Regions from separate parts of the Zea mays genome. Here region 2 is linked to region 1. A link is a contact called in public Hi-C data. All regions are on one chromosome and are shown on one strand. The core of a region is the stretch at or near the end of the contact, and the rest is flanking DNA. Distances in the headings are between cores, read along the strand shown. Region 1 holds the start of LOC100280690 (DNA polymerase epsilon subunit 2). Region 2 has its middle 3.8 kb from the start of LOC111590710.

Evidence for each region. A called contact is a pair of places that touch in the nucleus more often than the background predicts.
Region 2: a Hi-C map of tassel shows a contact between it and region 1, with 2.5 times the contacts expected there. The contact joins the enhancer-like site here to the promoter of LOC100280690 in region 1. A contact is called at or near these places in 2 of 25 Hi-C or Micro-C datasets (endosperm and tassel).

The regions. Positions count from the first base shown.
Region 1 is chr1:202,600,047-202,603,248 of Zm-B73-REFERENCE-NAM-5.0, forward strand. LOC100280690 (DNA polymerase epsilon subunit 2) reads left to right here and starts at 1,356. Exons shown (of 13, transcript NM_001153609.1): 1 at 1,356-1,581; 2 at 1,693-1,873; 3 at 2,386-2,539; 4 at 2,714-2,845; 5 at 3,074-3,151. The coding sequence starts at 1,410. It overlaps LOC118473136, which reads right to left and starts at 519. Exons shown (of 3, transcript XM_035961796.1): 1 at 1-519. The coding sequence starts at 170.
Region 2 is chr1:202,680,184-202,683,610 of Zm-B73-REFERENCE-NAM-5.0, forward strand. No RefSeq gene overlaps it. Among protein-coding and RNA genes, the nearest start is that of LOC111590710, 3.8 kb to the left of the region's middle. Within about 2 kb of position 1,703, at least 17 of the 20 cell types and tissues checked have an H3K27ac peak or open chromatin away from gene starts, as enhancers often do. A contact at or near this core is called in tassel, where this site is marked.

The sequences.
Region 1 (3,202 bases), core at 106-2,605:
ATCCGGTGAGCAGAGTTGTTCATCGATGAGGAATGAATCAAGTGGGTTGGGGAGAAGAGGTCGAACTCGTTGTCCTCCGGCACTTCGTGGATGGGGATGGGGAGGTTCCTCGGTGCAGAGGATGAGCCGGCTTGGGAGAGAAAATCACGTAAGCTGTGATGGCCATCCATGATTCGTCGCGCGCGGGGGATGAGGGAGTGGCAGGGGCGTTCGTCGCACGCGGAAGAAGATGAGGGAGTGGCGGGGGGCGTTCGTCGCGCACGGAGGCGACGCCGACGAGCTTGGAAGAGGAAGAGGATGAGGGAGTGCCTGTGCTCGTCGCGCGCGCGAGAGAAGAGGGATTGGCTGCGTTCGTCGCGCGCGCGAGAGAAGAGGGATTGGCTGCGTTCGTCGCGCGCGAGAGATATGAGGGAGGAAGGGGGCGGCGGTGGACGGCGGGAGGAAGGGGGCGGCGGCGGAAGCTAGGAGGAAGGGGGCGGCGGCTGATGTGAGAGAGACGAGAGGTAGTGGCTGCAGGTCACGTGAGAGCGAGAGAGACAAGGGTAAATGGATAATTGTGAACTTTTAGTCTCTTTTAGCACATAGGTTAAGGACTAAAGATTAAATGAATTTAGTCCATCTTCTCCTTATGTTTGGCAAAAAAGGGACTAAAAACTAGAGACTAATCTTTAGTCCCTCTAACCAAACACCCCCTAAATTTAAGTGAGAGAGATGAAAGTTATCTCACGATCTGAACTGTTGGTTTTGACGACGTGCTATGTGCGGATGTAATTCGTCTGGTAAATTTAGAAGAGGTTTGATTCGTTGAGTGAGTTTTGCCAAATTGAAACTGGTGGGTTGTAAGTATAGATAAAAATTTAATATTTATACGTCCAATTATCAAAAAAGCACGTTTCACGTAATCTGATGTAGACCTTTTTCTAATATAGATTAAAACACAGAAAAAAACAAAATAAAAATAGCAAAATCGTATTGATAATCTTGTCCTCTCGTCTAAAAATTAACCCCGTCATGGAATAGAAAACTTTATTGAATAGAGACAAAACTCTTTGTTTATTTTAAAATCGCAGAAGTAAAATCACAGAGTTTTTTAAAAAGGCAAATATCAATACCTGACATGAAAGTACTTTATAAAGCACTTAAGCCCCTAAACAAATATCTGTAAGACCTTACAGGCCTCCAACTCCGAAAAGTTTGTTGGGCTACTTCAATTTGGATACATCCCAGGCCCAGCTCCATGAAACCATGATTTGGGTAGGCTCTGGCCCTTTTCGGAGGCGCAAGAGTAAAAGAAATCGGAGAGAAGCCCAGGAAGCGGTATTTATTATCCAATCCCGCCATTTCTCCCAAACCCCAACCCCCCTTTCCCGCCACACCATCTCCTCGCCGCTTCCCGCCACCTCTCTCCCATGGCGGCGCCGTCGGCGGCCACGCGCAGGAAACTGCAGCGCAAGTTCCGCCTGCGAGGCTTCACCCTCAAGGTGGACGCCCTCGAGGAGGCCGCCGCCTTCCTCGACCGCTTCCCCGACGCCGAGGACGACGCGCTCGATCTCCTCCTCGACGAGCTCGACAAGGAACCGCGTAAGCTAGCTTTCCCGTTTAGGTTCCCGCGCGCCGTTTGCTGTCTGCTGTTGTAACTGGTGGCTCTCATTCTGATGCTTGTGGCTCTGGGCGTGTGTTTGGTGGGCGCAGTGCAGTCGTCGATACTGGACCGGGACGCGGTCAGGCGCGTGGTGGCGCTGCTTGTCGAGGCCGAGGAGGCGCTCGATGTGGCGTCGCCAGCGGCCACAAGCGCAAGGTCTGCGCTGCGGGTGGTGGACGCGTTCCTCGTGCCGCGGTTCCACTACGATCCAATCAAGAAAGTATTTTACGAGTATGTGAACGCTGACTCTTCTTTGTGGATCTGGGAAATTCTCCACGGGGACTTGAGTATTGGTTCGTTCTTTTTAGGCTTCTCAATTGAACCGGGGTTAGAGATTGCTATTTTGCCAAAATTGGATGCTAAAATAGGGATTTTGATTCATGGTTGGGTACCTTATGCCACAAAGGCACTATCTAAGTATCTGACATTCTGACCCCCTACCCACCCATTCACACAAAGTACCTGATCCGCTTTAATCACCCACAAACCTTTTAGCAGCTGCTAGTTAACAGAATAAATGTGTTAGGTCAGTTTGAGTGCTGCTAATATTCTATTGTGTTTTACAAGGTGTTAGATGAATCATATTAGGAAATTGCTGCTGAATACTTAGAATTGACTGGTTATGTAGAGCGCGTCACTTGCTGAAAGAGCTCGTGTTGCGTATAATTTGGCCATACTTTAGGAAGTGTACAAGACCATGTTTCTATTTGATACTCTATGCTGGGATTTTATATGCATTGCAGGCACACAGGCAGATTAGCTGTCCATGGAGAAGCTGGAGATAAAGCTTCCCTTTATAGGGATAGGTATCAAGTGCTGCTGCAGAGACTGTCTCGTGATAAATATTTCTCTAAGCCGGCTTTTGACACAGTTGCGACCGAACACTGTAGTTGCGAGGTATTTCTCCCTGCTATGTGTTATCTATCTATTACATATTGATTTCTTTGTTCCTTATGACTTAAATCGAATCCTGCAAATAGTATTCATTACACATTCGTTTTCAATTCGTTGTATGTTTGTTAATCTTTTTATGTGGAGTTGGTTATATGTTTTCTTTTTTTCTTCATTCAGATAACTTCTGTACAGTCGCTAATTGGGTGCACTGGGCGGAGATGGATTATGGGGGTCATTTCGCAGTTGGAGGAGCGACAGTTCTACTTGGAGGATCTTACTGGAGCAGTTCCAATTGACTTATCTAATGCCATATCCTAAAAAAACAGTGTTATTGTTAGCACTTATGGCTAGTTACTATTATTTGTGAACAATGCATAACAAACTTTCTACATCTTTTCTTTGTCAAATAAAACAAGTCAGCATTAAACTTCTTCCAGTCACCTGTGAAGGATGTTGTGCCAAGGAATTTCCTCTTATTTCATGTGTGGATTTCGAGATTATCGAGAAAGTATCACTACTTTCCTTAACATAGAACACAAAATCACGTCAGGTTTTTTTGTTGAAAATACTGTAATCGTAGCCGAAGGTGAGCTGCTTTCAAATGGCATTTTCCAGGTCTGTGGTTCTCATTTCCTAAAAAAAATTCAAACCTTTTCTGTATTATCA
Region 2 (3,427 bases), core at 453-2,952, 80 kb after region 1:
TTCAAGGTATAGAGATTAGATATTTGATAGACTTGTATGTTTATAGGAATGGCACCCCTGAATGTTAGCCCTTACTATTTGATCCTAAATAAACCTATATAAACCTGAAGTTTGTAGTTGTCCTCAATATAACCATTGTACTCTTTTCTCATTGTGTGTATTATTAAAGATCCAACATAATGTTTTTAGAGCCAATAAGTACAATACATGGAGCATATCGGAGTTTTATTGAGGAGTGAGTAGTTGTGGTATTCACCCAAGAGAGAGTGTTAAGAAAATATGCGAAATGTTATATGGGCTAAGATCAATGTACATTAAGTGGCTCTATATTTCCATATAATAACTATATATATACTTGTGAGAAGAGTTTCGTCACCATTGGTTTCTTCTATCCCCTTTGTTGTGATGGGAAGGAAACGAAGAACTAGTTTTTTTATATCTTGCTCCCATCTAATTATTGTTGACGAGAGACTTAAGAGTTTAAGTGGGTGTTTAAATGCACTAGAGCTATAGTTAGTTGAGTAAAAAAAATTCTAGTAGAATTAGCTAACAAATAGCTAACTACCCATTAGCTAATTTGTTAGACTATTTAGATATCTTCAGCTAATTTTAGTAGATGATTATTAGATCTAGTGCATTCAAACATAGCCTAAATCTACATAGGCTTGTTGAGGTTTTTTTAGATAATGGGAAAATATGTCCCGACCTACATCCGAAACGGATGACGGCTACACAAATCCACAAAACAAACAAATCCATTGCCACATGCGGCACAAACTCAAGCACAGTTGGGAGAGCAAAAACATAAAGGATACATCTTAGATAGTAATCCTATTAATAAATTGTCACCCATGATGAGCGAAGATTTGCATCACCGACACTTCTAACCTTCTGCAGGCATCCTTCATAATTTTGGCATCGTCTTCATGCTTTTGGAGGAGCGCCCAAGAACGACACCAATAAATTCCTCTAAAGAGTACCTGTATATAAGTTTGTATATGGCTTTTATAAAAAACAACATCATTTCTACACAACCATAATACCCAGCAAATGGCAGTAGCACCAACCAAAATCAACGACCGACACGACCCACAAAGGAAAGGAATCTACCCCCAGGCAAAGAAGGCTTACGGTACGGGCCTGTTAGACCAAAACCCCTGCAGCCCACTTGCAAAATAGCACCGAAGCACCGGCCCATCTAACGAAACCCTGAGGCCCCATCCAACGAAAGTAGATGATGCAAGTTCGGGTACGATTCGGCCGGCGCTCCTCCCCTTGTTGGGCCTGTGTCTCCCATCGCATCATTCATTCACCACATGCGGCATTTTGATTTCAGCGCAGCATTATTTTTATACATACGTTGGGGAAAAAAAGTGCCAAAGGCCGAAGCAGTGAAACTTGAAAGAAATGAAGAGACAGAACAGTTGGTCAAGTCGGCAGAGTGGCACGGCACAGTGTTGCGGAATGAAATGAAGTCGGAGATCCTATATGGGCGGGCGGCGGCGAGGTGCCCGGTCGTCGTCGGCCGCGCGAGCAGTGTCACATGGCATGTTTGTGTTGTGCCGGGGCACATCAGCAGGCGAATCAATCAATCAATCAATCAATCAGTGCGTGCTCTCGATGACGATGGATCGGCCCGGACCTCTCACGCAATGCGAGGTCCCGTCCTGATCACATGCGCTCCTAGCTACACAGGGCCCTGCCGGGTTCAATCCACCTCTAGCTGGGACTGGGACGGGAGGGATTAGGATTAGGATTGGGATTAGGACTAGGCAACCTAGCTAACTGTGGTAGGATCGCAGCAACTAACCCTCCTTCACTAGCGCTGGTCGGTGTCGTTCCTGCGAAGAAACGAAACCGACGACAGCTAGCTACTGATGATCAGAGTACTACCACAAGGGAATAATAATGTCGATTCATATATATAGTACGACGCGTCGTCGGCAATCTAATCATCGACGCCGACCGGCCGGTTTAGCACGAGGTATAGTATATAGCCTCTGGCTTTGTCTCTCACACGCTGCTGAGGTGACGCCACATGGCATGGAGATATATATATAGGGAACATAGCAAAACAGTAGGCATGCATATGCCAAGCGCATTATATTTCGCTACCAAGTGTAGGGTATACAGATACTACTAGTTGACCTGCAGCAAAGTACTACACCCCCACACCATCTAATAATAATGCAATAAGGCGGCATGGTTCTACACTTCGTTAACTTGACGTGATGATCTCATGGCCGGTTTAGCTGTTACCTCTCTCTTATTATATTGTACTCCGCCATATTGTTCATGGCCGCCGGCCAGGAGAATGTTGTGATCATCATGCATACTAGAGCGATGATACATCTGCCGCTAGCTCCTTATTTCTTTCTTCATCGACAACTTTGTTGTTGGAACCGAACGCGTGTTGGAGTTGGACCACGCAGCAGCAGGGGACGTTTATACTTGTTGGTAAGCTGTTGTTAGCGCTAATGATGACAAACAGACGAGGGGAAGTTTTCGCCTGAAAACAAGCTAAAACCTAGGAGCTAGCTACAGGTGAATCGAACTAGAGTAGGTAACTTAACTTGAGCCAGTCAGTCATGCGCGCTGGGCTGTGCAATGCATATGCACCGCTGACAATTGTAGGCCCAGCTGACAGAAAATATATAGACACATTTATGTGCGAGTCACGTCGCTAGCTCTGGATCTTGAGTCGCTTTGAAGGAGGCAACTGATCGATGTCTGACTCTGATGCTAACCATACCCTTGCAGTGAGTGTGAGTACAACGTAACCTACTAGAATAGAATCACGCATCAAATTAACACTCGTCGTCGTTGCCTCTGTACCGAGTAATTGTTGCTGCTGGCGGGCTTCCAGTTTTTTTCATTTTCTTTTTCAGATGGCGGAGCTCACGTCCGCTTCCCAGGTCCACGCACAGCTCACGTCCGGCTCCCCAATCAACCGAAAGCTGCCGCTGAGCTGAGACTGAGACGGAGGGGCTGACCGGTGGGGGCGTGCGTGATGCCCTCCTCCTCCTCGGAAAAGGTGAGTGGGTGGGTGGCCGTGCACACGCTGACACAGGCCAGTTGCTTTTCTGAGCTCTGCCTGTCTCTTCTGCCCAGATATGGGACAATCCTGCCTGGTCTCAATCGGGGTTGAGAACATCTCTTTGTCGTCACCACGGTTACTTACACTTACCTCCCGTGGTAATTAACCAGGCAAAGCAATTAACTGAACCCAACGACGTGTACGTACCACCGTAGGACAGACATGTCGGGAGCCCGGACACGGGGGGATCCACTCCACTGCACGAGAGAGACGCCCGTCGCTGTACGCCTCTAGTGTAGCCCGTCAGGAGTGACCAAGAGGCGAGCAGCAAGAGGGGGCCAGAGGACGATGCTCACGCGAGCCCCACGCCCGCACACGGGCGGCGCTGCG